3 separate regions of the Mus musculus genome follow, and regions 2 and 3 are each linked to region 1. Evidence: chromatin contacts called from public Hi-C data. All regions are on one chromosome and are shown on one strand. Each heading gives the region's core, a stretch centred on a gene start, on an enhancer-like site or on the middle of the called end of the contact. The rest is flanking DNA. Distances are from core to core; before and after follow the strand shown.

What was found. Hi-C and Micro-C count contacts between places; a contact is called where the count stands out from the background.
Region 2: a Hi-C map of the N1E-115 cell line shows a contact between it and region 1, with 11 times the contacts expected there. The contact joins two enhancer-like sites. A contact is called at or near these places in 1 of 484 Hi-C or Micro-C datasets (the N1E-115 cell line) and 1 of 9 other capture datasets (embryonic tail).
Region 3: a contact with region 1 is called in a Hi-C map of the N1E-115 cell line, with 7 times the contacts expected there. The contact joins two enhancer-like sites. A contact is called at or near these places in 2 of 484 Hi-C or Micro-C datasets (the N1E-115 cell line and cortical neurons).

Annotation. Positions count from the first base shown.
Region 1 is chr12:33,495,455-33,500,333 of GRCm38.p6, forward strand. It overlaps the pseudogene Gm9368. Among named protein-coding and RNA genes, the nearest start is that of Gm23529, 45 kb to the left of the region's middle. Within about 2 kb of position 3,012, at least 4 of the 459 cell types and tissues checked have an H3K27ac peak or open chromatin away from gene starts, as enhancers often do. A contact at or near this core is called in the N1E-115 cell line, where this site is marked.
Region 2 is chr12:34,197,318-34,201,617 of GRCm38.p6, forward strand. The region is part of intron 23 of Hdac9 (histone deacetylase 9); the gene reads right to left. Among named protein-coding and RNA genes, the nearest start is that of Gm51984, 16 kb to the right of the region's middle. Within about 2 kb of position 2,919, at least 27 of the 459 cell types and tissues checked have an H3K27ac peak or open chromatin away from gene starts, as enhancers often do. A contact at or near this core is called in the N1E-115 cell line, where this site is marked.
Region 3 is chr12:34,344,567-34,348,936 of GRCm38.p6, forward strand. All of the region lies in intron 14 of Hdac9 (histone deacetylase 9), which reads right to left. Among named protein-coding and RNA genes, the nearest start is that of Gm51984, 130 kb to the left of the region's middle. Within about 2 kb of position 2,850, at least 4 of the 459 cell types and tissues checked have an H3K27ac peak or open chromatin away from gene starts, as enhancers often do. A contact at or near this core is called in the N1E-115 cell line, where this site is marked.

The DNA of each region.
Region 1 (4,879 bases), core at 1,762-4,261:
GGTCTTGCAAACTTTATATGCCCCAGTACAGGGGAACGCCAGTGCCAAATGGGTGGGTAGGGGAGTGGGGGTGAGGGTATGGGGGACTTGTAGGATAGCATTGGAAATGTAATTGAGTAAAATACGTAATAAAAAAGAGTTAAATATTTTATCTATTATATCTTTATACTATATCAACTTACTTTTATTTTTATCATCATCTTTTGAAGAAAAAATGATGTCAAGGTATGGATGTGCTTTGCCATATCCAAAGCATTATAAATGTATCAGCTCACTATATTTAAAGCATTGTAAATGTATCAGTTCACTATATCTAAAGCATTATAAATGTATCAGTTCACCATATTTAAAGCTCATAAATGTTCACCATATCTAAAGCATTATAAATGTATCAGTTCACTATATCTAAAACATTGTAAATGTATCAGTTCACCATATCTAAAGCATTATAAATGTATCAGTTCACCATATCTAAAGCTTATAAATGAATTAGTTCACACACCCATATTTTAACTGCTCTTTGTTTCCCGCTTCTTTTGTTGACAGCTTTTAGGAACGTTATTTTCCTTCCACTTTTTCCCTTCGCTTAGGTGTCTGCAGAGGAGCTCAGGACTATTCAGTGGTGGCTCCAACCCACTCGGTGGCCTGGGCTGGGGGAGCGGCTGACCAGTCCTCAGTAGCCAGCTGAGCACTCCAGTCTTCTGCCAGGATCTGCTGGATGGGCACAGAAGGTACCTGCATATCCTCAGACCAGTCGGCCACTCAGGCTGAACAGCAGTGATCTCAGGAGCTAGCATTGTCCATTTGACCTGAAATCCCTCCTTTGTCACAGCCTTCTCAGCAGCAGCCTGCTCCTCCTCCTCCACCCCTTCTGGAAGAAGAGATCAAGTGTAATATTCCACAAGTGCTCACCGGAGACAGTGTCACATACGCGGAGCTCCCTTGTTGCAAGAGATGACAATGTCCATATAGCACGGAGGAGAGTCTATGTAACACAGAGCAAAGGTGTCTTGACGTAAGATGCTTCTATGAGAGGCTAGTGGTCAGCCCTGGGAACAGTCATCGCCAGAAGCTGTGGCTCCCTGAAGGCTGTTTGGATCTGGTTAGTGAAGGTCCCAGGAGTGACGCAGTGACGCAGCCAGCAGTTAACAGTGGTGCCAGTGGTGCCAGTGGTGCCAGTGGTGGCAGGCACAGATTGCTGTTCCTGTTGTTAGAGAAGATGACGCTGGGATCAGCAGGGCTCTCAATGGCAACTACAGCTCAAACTGCAAGCAATAGCTTCTCTTAGGTCCTCTTCAGGTTTATGATGTCGATACAGTTACTTTTCCTTTTGTAGGTGTACTGCTCTTTCTGAGAGTCAGGGTTGGTGCCTCCGAAGTGGGTTCCTTCGGTAAGGAATCTGAGGATATCCTCCTCCATCCGTTGGACAGTCAAGGGCTCCTGACAAGGTGTTAAGTTTTCCTTTTAGTTCTGATGTGGACCCGTCTCTGGGCAGCGAAGAAAGCTCCAATTTCTTTCAAGGTATATTTGAAACATTACAGTAGTCACTATCTTCAGGTGGTAGACTATGTTCTTTAATGCCAATCAGTGTGTCCTTTGTTTGCCGTTATGTTTCTCTATGTGTAATATAAAAAGTGAGGTGGCTAGTTAGAAGAGAGGAAGGAAGACAATGTAGAGAATCGAGGAGGACTAACATCAGCAAAATATGGTATAAAATGTGTGCAACTTCTAATAATGAAACTGTTTTTTATACTAATTTTTAAAACATAATAAATAAAAATGCATAGATAATAGATTTCTGGACTTAAATTTGTACTAATAGCTATAGTATTTATCTAGAGAATAAAACTATAAAGATACTGAATTTTTCTTCTTATTCCTCCTCATTCCAAAGTGTATTTAGTAAGTATCCAGTGTTTGATACCTTTGCTGACTTCCTTCATTTAAGTTTCTATGTGATTTTCCCATTAAGAAGTGGCAGGCTTTATGTCATCGTTCCAACTGCAGGTGGCACTGACTGACTTAATTTGTCCATGCAGTTCTCAGTCATCCCTTCTTAATCCACACGTGTAGAGTCCTGCACATCATGAATCATGCTGAAGGAAAAGCCGATAAACGCTTCCTTTGAAAGAACAGTTACGTGTGGGAAACCAGTTTCTCTTTTTATCTACTGTGCTACTAGGCGTTCAGCCAGACCACGTCTGTTTAATTCATTCGCTATATCTCGGTGTCTAGCATGAGGACAGGAACACACAGACCTGGGATAAATACTCTGTCATGATAGCAGTGGCTGTCACGATGAGGGTGCTTATGGAGCCTATTCAGAGGTTTAGATGCCATGACTTCATGGTAAGATTTATTCTGTTGCTCTGATCTTTTTTTTTACAGCACCCTTCCATGCACTATATTTGCATTAAACATAACCAAACGAGTAGGAAAGAAACAGAAGAGACCTGCTCTATGCAAGTTATCTCAATCAGGAAGAACTGGAGAATATTTAGGCTTGACTTATTCAATATAAAATATGTAGTTACTTCCAAACTAGGGACTAAACTTTGGGTTTCTGATCCAAGTTTTCTGTTATATTAAAACTAAATTGCTATTGCTGTTGCTATTGCAAAATGGTAATTTAGAGCTCTCATTCAAAATCATGTTTTAGAATTGTGCTTTAGAAGTCATAACGGGATGCCGTGGCTAAAGAAGTGAAAGTAACTCGTGTTCTTCTCCAGTATGGGGATTGGGACAGAATGGGTGGGCTCTTCCATTTATTTAGGATTACTGAATAATGAAATCCAGAGCTAAGAGGGGAAGACTAGTTAAGTCTAGTTGGGCAGCATGCTTTGAGCTCAGCTGACAAAAGAAGCCGATTTAAGCAAAGAGCAATTTCAGGAAGTTAAGATTTAATATTTGAAAATTATAAACGAACTCACAGACTTCCGTGAGATGACAGTTTGCAAAGCCAATCTGATGATTCAGGTATCAGTTGGTATTGGGCTTCAGGGATAAAATGATGAACTCCAGAATACCTAAATGTATATGTACCTAATATTAATGATTTTTATCACGTGAGACAAAGCGCGCGGGATGAGGTGAAGTTCTGAATAACCTAATGTTAGGCTTCATGCAAGCCGAGGTAAGAAAATAAAAAGACCCCAAAAGACATTTGTTCATTTGATTAATTTTGTTGCCAAACGTTTGATTTCATAATTCTGGAAGCCACCCAGCTCCTCGTGCCCTAACTGCATTTCAGTGCTGAGTAAACGCGATGTTGCTCTTGACCCACTGAAAATGGCCTGCTATCTATCATTCCTGCAGGCAAAGCCCTGGATTGAGAATTGATTCAGTCCTCCTTTCTGGACTGTGGTAGGGAAAATAAATGCACACGGTGACTTATGACTGTTTCTTCAGGTGACTTGCACCTTGGCTCACTGGATTTGAACTGATGGGACCTTAGAGAGACCCTTATCTGTCTTCAAGTAACTGAAAGTCAAGCCATTTCCAAACTATCCTGTCTCATTCTTCTTCCTGCTGGGGTTGGCGCCATTCTTGCAGGCTTTATATTATTATCACACCCACTTAAAAAAATCCATTCCACCCTGTTATTATTGTAGGTCCCTTTTAAATACGGTACAGGCCTCTTTCATTATTTTACAAATGGATTCTTAATGAAAAACCTTTTTTTTTTTTTCCCAGTCAAGCTGAACTGAAGCTCTGCAGCTCTTCATCTTCTCTTGCTTGAGTTTATGCCGCTTCACTTTTCTATTCTTATCCTACAGATTTATCTTAATTACTACCAACCCCAGAAAACTTTCCCTAATTCATTTGGTCTATAGCGGGAGCCGTGAGGTTGTACTTTCAAAATAAGAGCCGTCTTGTCACAACTGTAGTCTTACTGTCATTTGGTTGCTCTTCTGCATCCCAATAAGCAGCTAACTCAAAAAGATGGTTCTATTCTTTTCTCTTCTAGTACACGTGCCAAAGACAAGGTCTAAGATGTGGAAGGTATATTAGTCGGGTCAGTTGAATAAAAACATGGAGACTTAGAATAATCAGTTAATTCGTAATTAGTTATTTCAGATGAAATAATTATGTGTTATTAATAGAAGGAAATTATATGTAGTGTCAGAGGATACAAAATGTATCAACCTAGACAGCTCTTCGGTTTATTCCTGCCTGACATAAAACTAAATTATTTCTAATGATAGAAGTTTTCTTAGAGACAGAGTGCAGTCTTTTTACTCCTGGAGATAGTAAAGTGGCCAGGCAGTTGGTAGTTAATGTTTGAAAAACTATTCAGAGCTCAGCTAGCATACACACATTTGAATAAATAAAATAAACATTCATACCTTGACTAGATCTGTTTGGAAAGACAAGAGTTCACATTCCAACACATATAGTGAACGGAAGCAGCAACTCACTGCGGTCACAGAGTGGAGGGTTTAGGAAGAGGGTGCCATAATTTAAAGAACAAGAACTAACAATCCATTATTGATTAGGTTCTCATATTTTGTTCTGGTTCAGTTGAAGTTCAATGACATTACATGGTCCTTTCCAGAATTCGGCATTTTTAGTTTGGTCTCTTATGGTAATTTCTGATTTCTTCAAAGATAAATCAGCCAGTAATGACAAGATACTCTTATAGTTCAGGAGAGAGAGGGAGAGAGGGAGAGAGAGAGAGAGAGAGAGAGAGAGAGAGAGAGAGAGAGAGAGAGAGACAGAGAGAGACAGAGAGAGAGAGAGACAGAGAGACAGAGAGAGAGAGACAGAGAGAGACAGAGAGAGAGAGCCTAAGATCCTGAAAATACTTTCAGACTAAAACCCTATCTGATTATTAAATATTAATAGTGCTTTCTCAAATGGATCTTTGTCCTGGATTATA
Region 2 (4,300 bases), core at 1,669-4,168, 700 kb after region 1:
GCAGGGACAGTAATGGATTCTAACATTTACTGTCTCATAGGGACATATGTTCTCTTCATATCATGCAGAATACTCACAAGGCAAGGGTCACTTGATACTCTCTTCTCATTGACTGACAGACAAACCATTCTTCCTGTTCCTCAGCAAAATATCATCATGAATAAAAATGAGGCTTTAAAAATTTGTAAATCCATAAATAAATCTACTCACAAAGCCAATTATATGGTCACACTGTAATCTGTTGTTAAGTATAAACATTTTAAAAAGAACTAATCTACATTTTTAATGTGTTGTATCTGGTCTAGAATAAAGACAGGGGTATGTGTTTATATTTAAGCTAAAATTAAATATACAAAGAGACTGCAAAGGATCACCAATTTGCTCTAATTTTGAATGGCAGTAACTTTACCCTAAGAAAACTCACTCAGTGGTTTCACAGAGATAGCAGAGGAAACTGACCCACTTGTCTCTTGTTCTTCACTTATTCACTTTGTCTCTGCTTCTTCCTTCATCATCATGAGTGTATGCTATCTAGGAACTACTGAAACACAATCCATAGGACATGACAAGATCATCCACAGAGCATGGTCTCTCAGTGTGCAGCATATGTGATAGTGCAGTACTGTACACTAAGTCTCAGTACACATATTTTTTATTAGATGGTAAGATTCTTTTTTTTTTTTTTTTTTTTTTTTTTTGGTTTTTTAAGACAGGGTTTCTCTGTGTAGCTCTGGCTGTCCTGGAACTCACTCTGTAGACCAGGCTGGCCTCAAACTCAGAATTCCGCCTGCCTCTGCCTCCTGAGTGCTGGGATTGAAGGTGTGCACCACCATGCCAGGTAGATGATAAGATTCTTACAGATAAATTCTCTTTACTCATATCATATTTATTGGACAAATGATTAACTGCCTAAAATTTCTATCATGTTTTTCCCATCTGTCAGGAATTTAAGCAATGTTTAAAGAAATGTTAGTTTCAAATCTACCTATAAGTATGTTAAAGTGGAAAGCTGACAGCATCTGGGAGTCCAATTATCAAAGAATTTGAGGAAATGATTCATGAAACTTTGTCTGTTGATAGATATTTTTACAAAGAGATCTTTTTAATTGATGAGAAAAATGTAATATCCCTTAAACCTAGTACTTAGTGATTACAGCTTGGAAAACACACTGACATATTTGAATATAGTTATAAGTGGGCTATTCAGTCTTAACAAAAGGTTTCTTGTGTCCCTCTTATCCTACTTTAGCTGATGTCTTAAACAACAGTAGCAACAATGGAAACCTATTGGCCAAGTGATTTAAATAGCAAAAATGTACTTTCTTAGATTCCTGAAGACAAGACATGGGGAAGTGGCCTGCTTAGGGTGGTTGGTTCTGTTGGGGACCCTCTTCATGGCTTGGAAGTGTTCACTCCCCAAGCCTTTCCTTGATCTTTGAATTTGTTCTGTGAACAAGCTCTCTGCTGTAGTCTCTACAAGGGCACTGATGGATTCAATGTAGGGCCTGGCCCTTAGAACCACTCGTAGTCCTTATTTACCACTCAAAGGTCCCATCTCCAAGTACCACATACTGGGTTTTAGGGATGAGCATATGAATGGTGGAGTACACAAACACTCAGTGTACAAGAGTACTTACTGGAAAATGAGTTAGTATTTCAAGTGAGCTGAGGACACTATGACTCTTAAGTTTTCTGATCCAAGCTGATCTCATGATCATGATTGGAAAAATTCTATGAAGATTCTCTTACATTTCTCTAAGAAGAGAGAGATGCTAGAGAGTAGGTCTTAGTTCTGTCTTCCTAATGCTGTTCTCTCTGACTGCTTATTGTTTACTTAGGGGCAGCTATATACACCATGGTCTTAGAGAGCTCCTGTCCTGTAGCCCCTCTACACAGAATACTCAGAAAGAGTTTAATTGTCCACAGGACCATGCATATTATTAGAACACTTTTATCATGTTTATTTAAAAAATGCAAAATACACTTAAGTCTGATGGTATCACTCATGGATTGACTATTCAAAGATAGGATACAAGGGGCAGGAAATGATTGAGGAGATTGCATGTCCTGTAGCCTTCCTAGCACAAGCAAATCTCTGAGAGCGCTAAGAATGGATACTTCTTTATTCATGCAGATGCATACTCTGTCCTTACCAACTGGTGGCAAGTAGTGACCCCATCACTACTCAGTGGGTCCTGGAAAGGGCGCTTCCATGTTTGTTTGTTTGTTTTTTTTTTTTTTTCTATTTGGCTTCCGAATGGAATGGGAGGCATTCTCTTTTGTGGAACCTCTTTGTGAAAGAGTCTGAAAATGGGGATTTCATTCTGTAGGCTCTCCTGAGGGGTCTTTATTCCTCGGGGTGTCTCCCAGCACAGGAGGGCTCCTCACTGATTTCTCTACTTCAAAGGTGCATCAATAATAATCCTCCTTATTATAGATTCCGACCTGGCCTGCTGCTATGATGATTAATTGGGAGGCATTGTCAAGTTTTGTTTTTCATTTTATTTTTTATTCGGTTATATTGTATGGTGTGGAATTATTTTTCTCTTCTGCTGGGGGAGTGGGAAGAGGCATAGTGAAAATATTTAGAGAAGTAATCATTTGCTTTAAAAATGGAAATCGGGCTTCTGTGTTGTGAGGAATGTATGTACATAACACTGAAACTTAACACTGGTAAATGATCTGCCTACCTCAAAGTGAAGCTGCTGCCTTCCTACAGTGGCCTTTAACCCTGCCCTTTCCTCCAATCTGAGAAGAGCTGATGTTGATGGAACATATAATGGCCCCTTTCCTGTGTAGTAAAGTCAGCAATAAAGCTTAGTAATTAAGGGTACCAGGGAGGCCCAGCCCAGCAGGCTAGCGGTGTGGCGAACACTTTCAGAACTTCAAACAATATCAAAGTCACTGAGAAATGGGCCTAGCTCAGTTCTGGTTTGAATTAAGCCTCACTTCCACACGCACTTTTCAAATCCAAGCTCAAACAAGAAAGCCAAGGCCTTCTGGATTTCATTAGAGCCAATTATCTTATCTGTTTCATCTCAGGCCTGACCCTAAGGCTGGCAAACAGCTATTCAGTGCATTTGTGTGGTTGTTTGAGAAAGCCTCCAGTCAGCCAATGGCCCGAGGACCTGCTAATTAAAACACCGTTGCCCCCCTGCCTCTAGTGATTAAATATTTTCAAGCTTTTGTAAATAATTTTTCCATTCTTTGCCCCAAGCCTCAAAGGTCCAATACATGCAGTAATTTATTTAGTTTGTCAGAGAATACTGTTGGAAATAGGGTCATAATGGGACCTTTGGAAACTTTTATACGTCTTCATACTTCTGAAAGTGACAGTTTATAAACCAGCCCAATGTGTATACTGTTTCTGATGTAATTATGTCCTAATGGCCTTTCTCCTTTTGAAGTAATATAGTGTATAACAGGCTTACATTTTGTCAATAATCATATTTCCTCAAATGTCTACTTGATATCTAGAGTCAGAATTTAATGAGATCATTTAGGGCCTAGAAATTGTATCAAGGTACTTCGGCTTTTCATTTTTTGCTGGAGGCTGGGTCACAGCCCTAGATTAGCTCTGGAAGAAGACAGCTAAACAATGAAAAGGCCTCTTACTTGCTGTCTGTGAGGACCTGGTGGCAAACACTGAACTTTCTCCAGAGTCAAATCCTAACAAATTCGCAAGCGACCAATGTGCCGGTGAAGCTATAAGAGAAGGGCTATTCAGAGAGAAGAACCTCAAGCATTAGAATCACTGAATTCAAAATACTCCTGGGCCTAATGTGTGCTGGGAAAAAAAATCTGAGATGAAGTTTCCTGGCAAACAGACTATGAAGAATCCGAAGACAATAAGGCCTATCTCTCCCACTCAGATATACACTGAAACACAAAAGGGCCTGGTAAACACTCCGAGAAACTCACATACTTCATTGCCTCCCATGATCCCAGGGCCACGTGCAGAGAAGTGTATGTGACTGGAAACAAAATCCCCTACAACAGAGGCAGACAGAGCAGATGACCACAGACAGACACCGTTCTCGTCTCCTGGCTGGGGCACAGCCATCCTCAAGTATGGCTCTTACAGCCAATCCAGTCACCTTTTATTAGAGGAAAATAAAAAAAGGAGAATTTTGTTTGTTGTTGTTGTTGCTCTTTTTGAAGTATTACAAGAAGAAATTTCAGCTCATTAGCTGCATCCAGTGTGCATTAAACACACCCATGAAAAGGAACTATTCCGCTGAACAGCTCTGCCTCTGTTGTTCTTAAAGTGACACTTTGGTCCTACTCTAAATAATGGGCT
Region 3 (4,370 bases), core at 1,600-4,099, 850 kb after region 1:
CCAATAACTTGCTTTTGCATTTGACTAATACATGGAGTCTTCTGGTTCCTTTTTAAACTCATTTCTCCATTTAAAACACATTAATGCTTGCTTGTAGGAGGAGAGATCTTTCTGGCCAACACTTTTGTAATCACACCTCTAACCCATGGCCAACCACACTGATATTAAATGTCTGTATAATGACTGCTAACGTCCTTGTCAAAGGTTTGTTCACTATTCTGTCACCTGTTCTGTCATAAATCTTTTCATTCAAGTAATGATAAGAATCACCACAAGCTATTGCTGTTGTTACATAAGTTTAAGATGTATAACATAGTTTTACTTGTACTAATTATAACATCTATCTAAATAATCATTTGAAGCTATGCAATATACACAAACATATAATTATGAAACTATAATATAGTTTTGTAACCTGAGATAGCTTTTAAGATAACTTAATTACAATTTCATACCTACGCTACTTCAGTGAATTGAAAGTAAAAGTCCAGTAGAGTAAAGAAGCCATCATTTTGGGATGCTGTGAATGAATTCAGTTAAAATAACTCTATGGTTGAAAATAGGAAGGAAAAAGGTAGCCTCATAAGAAAAAAAGCTCTAACATATTTAATTGTATTTATAGGATAGATGTGGCAACAATTTGAATGCTCTGAGTTCAACAGCTGTGTGTGAAGTATTTACTGTGAGCATGTTGTCATCTGAGTGTAGTACCGTAGGCAGTAAGATGAATTTAAGTGTGAGGAGAAACTAGAAAACAGAATGATCCTCTAAAACACCTTTCGGGTTTTCTTTGCTGTTTGTTGTTTGAGACAGCGCCTTGCAATGTATCTCTAGCTAGCTTGGAGTGCACCTTATAACCTAGGGACCTCACTCACAGCAATGCTCCTGCTTCAGTCTACCAAGTGTTAGTAGGACTTCAGGCATGAGCCTCCATACCCAGCTTCATTCATTGTTTTGGCTGCAGTTAAAGTTCAGGTGAGGATATGTTCAGGCTACAGTTATAAGTCACTCATTCCATCTAGGTTTTGAATGCCAAAGAACAAAGACCTGACCCATCTGCATCTCTAAACTTGGTGCATTCTACACATCAGCACTAGGATGAAAGAAGCAGAGAGACTGTCACAAACTGCTCACTCTTTTGTAGCTCCCAAGTCCTCACTGCTGAAAAGTGTCACTACATCCTGCCAACAGACTGCTTTTACTCTTTCCAATCAATCTACAAAGATGTCGAACAAATATGTACTATGCCAGCCAACAAAGGCTTTGGAAAAATGGCACAGCAGAAAAAATTAGGGAAATACAAGATGTAATTCAAAGTCTGTATTTGCGTTCAACATCTAATGCCCCAAACCCAGAGCATTCCTGTACAAACACATCCCAAAAAATCCCTCTATCTAGATATAAGCCAGAGCATCCCAGTATAAAGACACATCCCAGAGCATCCCTGTATAGAGACACATCCCAGAGCATCCCTGTATACACATAACATGTTTTTCATCTAACTTGACTGTTAGATTCATGCACACCTACAAATGCATTGCACCTGGTATCATCATTTTTTTTCCTACATCAATGAACCTTATTTAGTTTCAGGACTGAGTTTCTTACAGTCACCTTGTTCTACAGATACAGGGCCAAGAAGTCTCAAGTTGTGTGACTTCTTTGACTTAGAATAAATATGAAGCAGCACTTAGGTTGCTAATTATACATATTAATCTTTCCACTAATAACAATCTAAAGTTAGAAGAAGAAGAAGAAGAAGAAGAAGAAGAAGAAGAAGAAGAAGAAGAAGAAGAAGAAGAAGAAGAAGCAAGAAAATTTAAAACTATTTTAATAGATTTGCTTCATTGCTTATTCAAGTGAGAGTAAATGAGACATAGTCAGGGATGAATATCCAAAAATATTTTCCTTTTGTAATACTTCTAAATCACTAAGAAATTCTCTCAAGCATTTGCCCTCTTTGAAGATAAGATTCCATTTGCATAGAGCAGAGGGCCTCTTCAATGTAACATTCATTATCTTGACTCCAAAGTGACTTATGTCAAGATCAAGGAAACCAATCAGGGCAGATACACTCCAGGACACCTTAGAAGCATAAATCAGCCCATCCTCTCACTCTGGACAGTCTTGACCCACCAATGGGATTTGTGAGTCTCTGTTCTGAAACAGGAGGCCAAGTTCCATCATTGTGGCAGCAACTCTCTTCCCTTAGAAGTCCCTCATTGTTGTAAGTAAATAGGATATCCAGAATCAGTTATCTCATGGGCTAATGAAGGTTGGAGATAAACCATTTTGTGACCATTTCATGCCCTCTGAACATTCCCAGGATACTAGCCCTACTGAGTCATTTATCTCATTATGTTAAGAGAGAAAATTAACCCTGAAGAAAATGAGATAGCCCCTTGGGTGTAGGCTAAATGTGGTGTGGGTTTTCTTGTGAGAACAGAGAGACAAAGGAAGGGGTGAAAAGCATCACATTCATTAAGTCATCTGTGACAGTTAACCCTTCACCTGCCACAGCCATGGTTTACCTCTGCAGTGGCACTCTGGTCTCCAAGTGTTGGCATAGTTTAGTCTTGTCTGCCCAACTCTTTGCATGTTCTACCTGTTAGTCACAGGTGTGGCTGAATTGGAAAAGACATCTTTTGGTCTCTATTTCCACGTGCTTGACTTGCTGCTGTGCTCACTTGCAAAATACAAATGTGAAATCTATAATTTATTACAGCACGAGCAATTCAATCTGTTTTGCTTGGACCTCATGTGTGCAATTGGTTCCCGGCATTCCAGGCTGTTTTGCTTTAGTTGGCTACTAGTTTACAACCCTCAATTTCGTTCCCTAAATCTGGGCTTTAAGCAATTTAACTTTACTTTGATTCTGTTCGTCAAAGTAGTTATGGGTTCGCCTCACTGATGCACAGCAACATATGTACTGTGGTTTGCAAAGTGTCATTTTAAGGCAAACGGCAAGATGCAAATGACTCATTGAGTGAGTCCTTAATTTTACATATACTATTGATTGGTATCAGAGGCTGGGCTACTTCTAAAGCCTATGAACAGAGTATTTTGAATAAAGTCATTAAAGTGTTTTTACAGTGCACATTTCTTGTCATTCTTAAATGTGTCCACAGCACACAGACTGTCTGCTCTGTGAGCATCCCCTGCTGGAAAGTGCCTCAGGGTGTACGGCAGCTGGGCCACAAGCAGGGCGCTCTCTCTCTCTCTCTCTCTCTCTCTCTCTCTCTCTCTCTCTCTCTCTCTCTCTCCTTTCCCCTCTCCCTATCTCCTTTCCTTCCCAGGACAATGAGGTAATTTCACTTTTCTTTTTAAAAGTAAAATATGTACTGGGAAAAAAACTGCAAAGCAGGGAACAGAAATATGCAAATATGCCAAAGGTCCCTGTCCATCTATCCTTGCAACACATGTGTGTCAAAAATGATATCATCTTAACTTATTGTCTGTTTCTTTGTGCTCATTATTAGCTGCTATTTAAAAATATATTAGTGTTTATGTTATGCAAATTTTATCAAGTAAAACTGTAATAGCAAAACCACATTAAATATGTAAAAACAATACAGTATATGATGTCATACAAAAAATCATGTGATAGCAGCTACTGAATATGATTGGTTTTAAATACAGACATATATATAGCTCTAATGTAGGATTCTTTTCCTCCAACAAAGTGTAGAACAACAACAAAAGCATTAATTGTCACTATCCAAACAGTGTACTTTCCCCCTTAGGATAAAATGTAAATAAGGATACCAGGCTGGGGCTGGCCACGTCACCGGCAGCTAAGAGCACTTGTTTATGTAGAGGGTGGAGGTTAGATTCCCAACACTCATAATCATGGTAACCATAACCATCATAACCATCATAACCATCATACCCTCAGTTCTAGGGGACCCAACAAGCAGGTTTGTGATGCACACACATGCATGCACATAAAGTAAAACAAATCTAAAAAATGTAAAGGAAGATAGTAGCCTATCAGTTCTGTATACTCTAAACACCACTGTTTATACATAAAATCAGCAAACAAAATGTAGCCATAGCACACTGAAAATGTATGTATACTAACCAGATGCCCGATAGTCTATGGTAGCCCACACAGTATCTTTTTAAAGAGAGACCGCAAGAAATATCAAACTTATTCTAAGATAAATGGGGTTAGACTCAAGTCTTTTCCCCATAGACCATAAAAAAGAAGAAAATATTGTTTATTCTTCAATTTTGTTACCTAAAAGCTAAAATGTGGTGAAATCAAAGCTTATTACTGATGGTCTAGGTCAGTGTTTAAAAATTGTGTTTCACAAAAGAATCACATTTAAAACAGTTCCTTGTGGTTTTATTTTATTTTATTTCTTTCT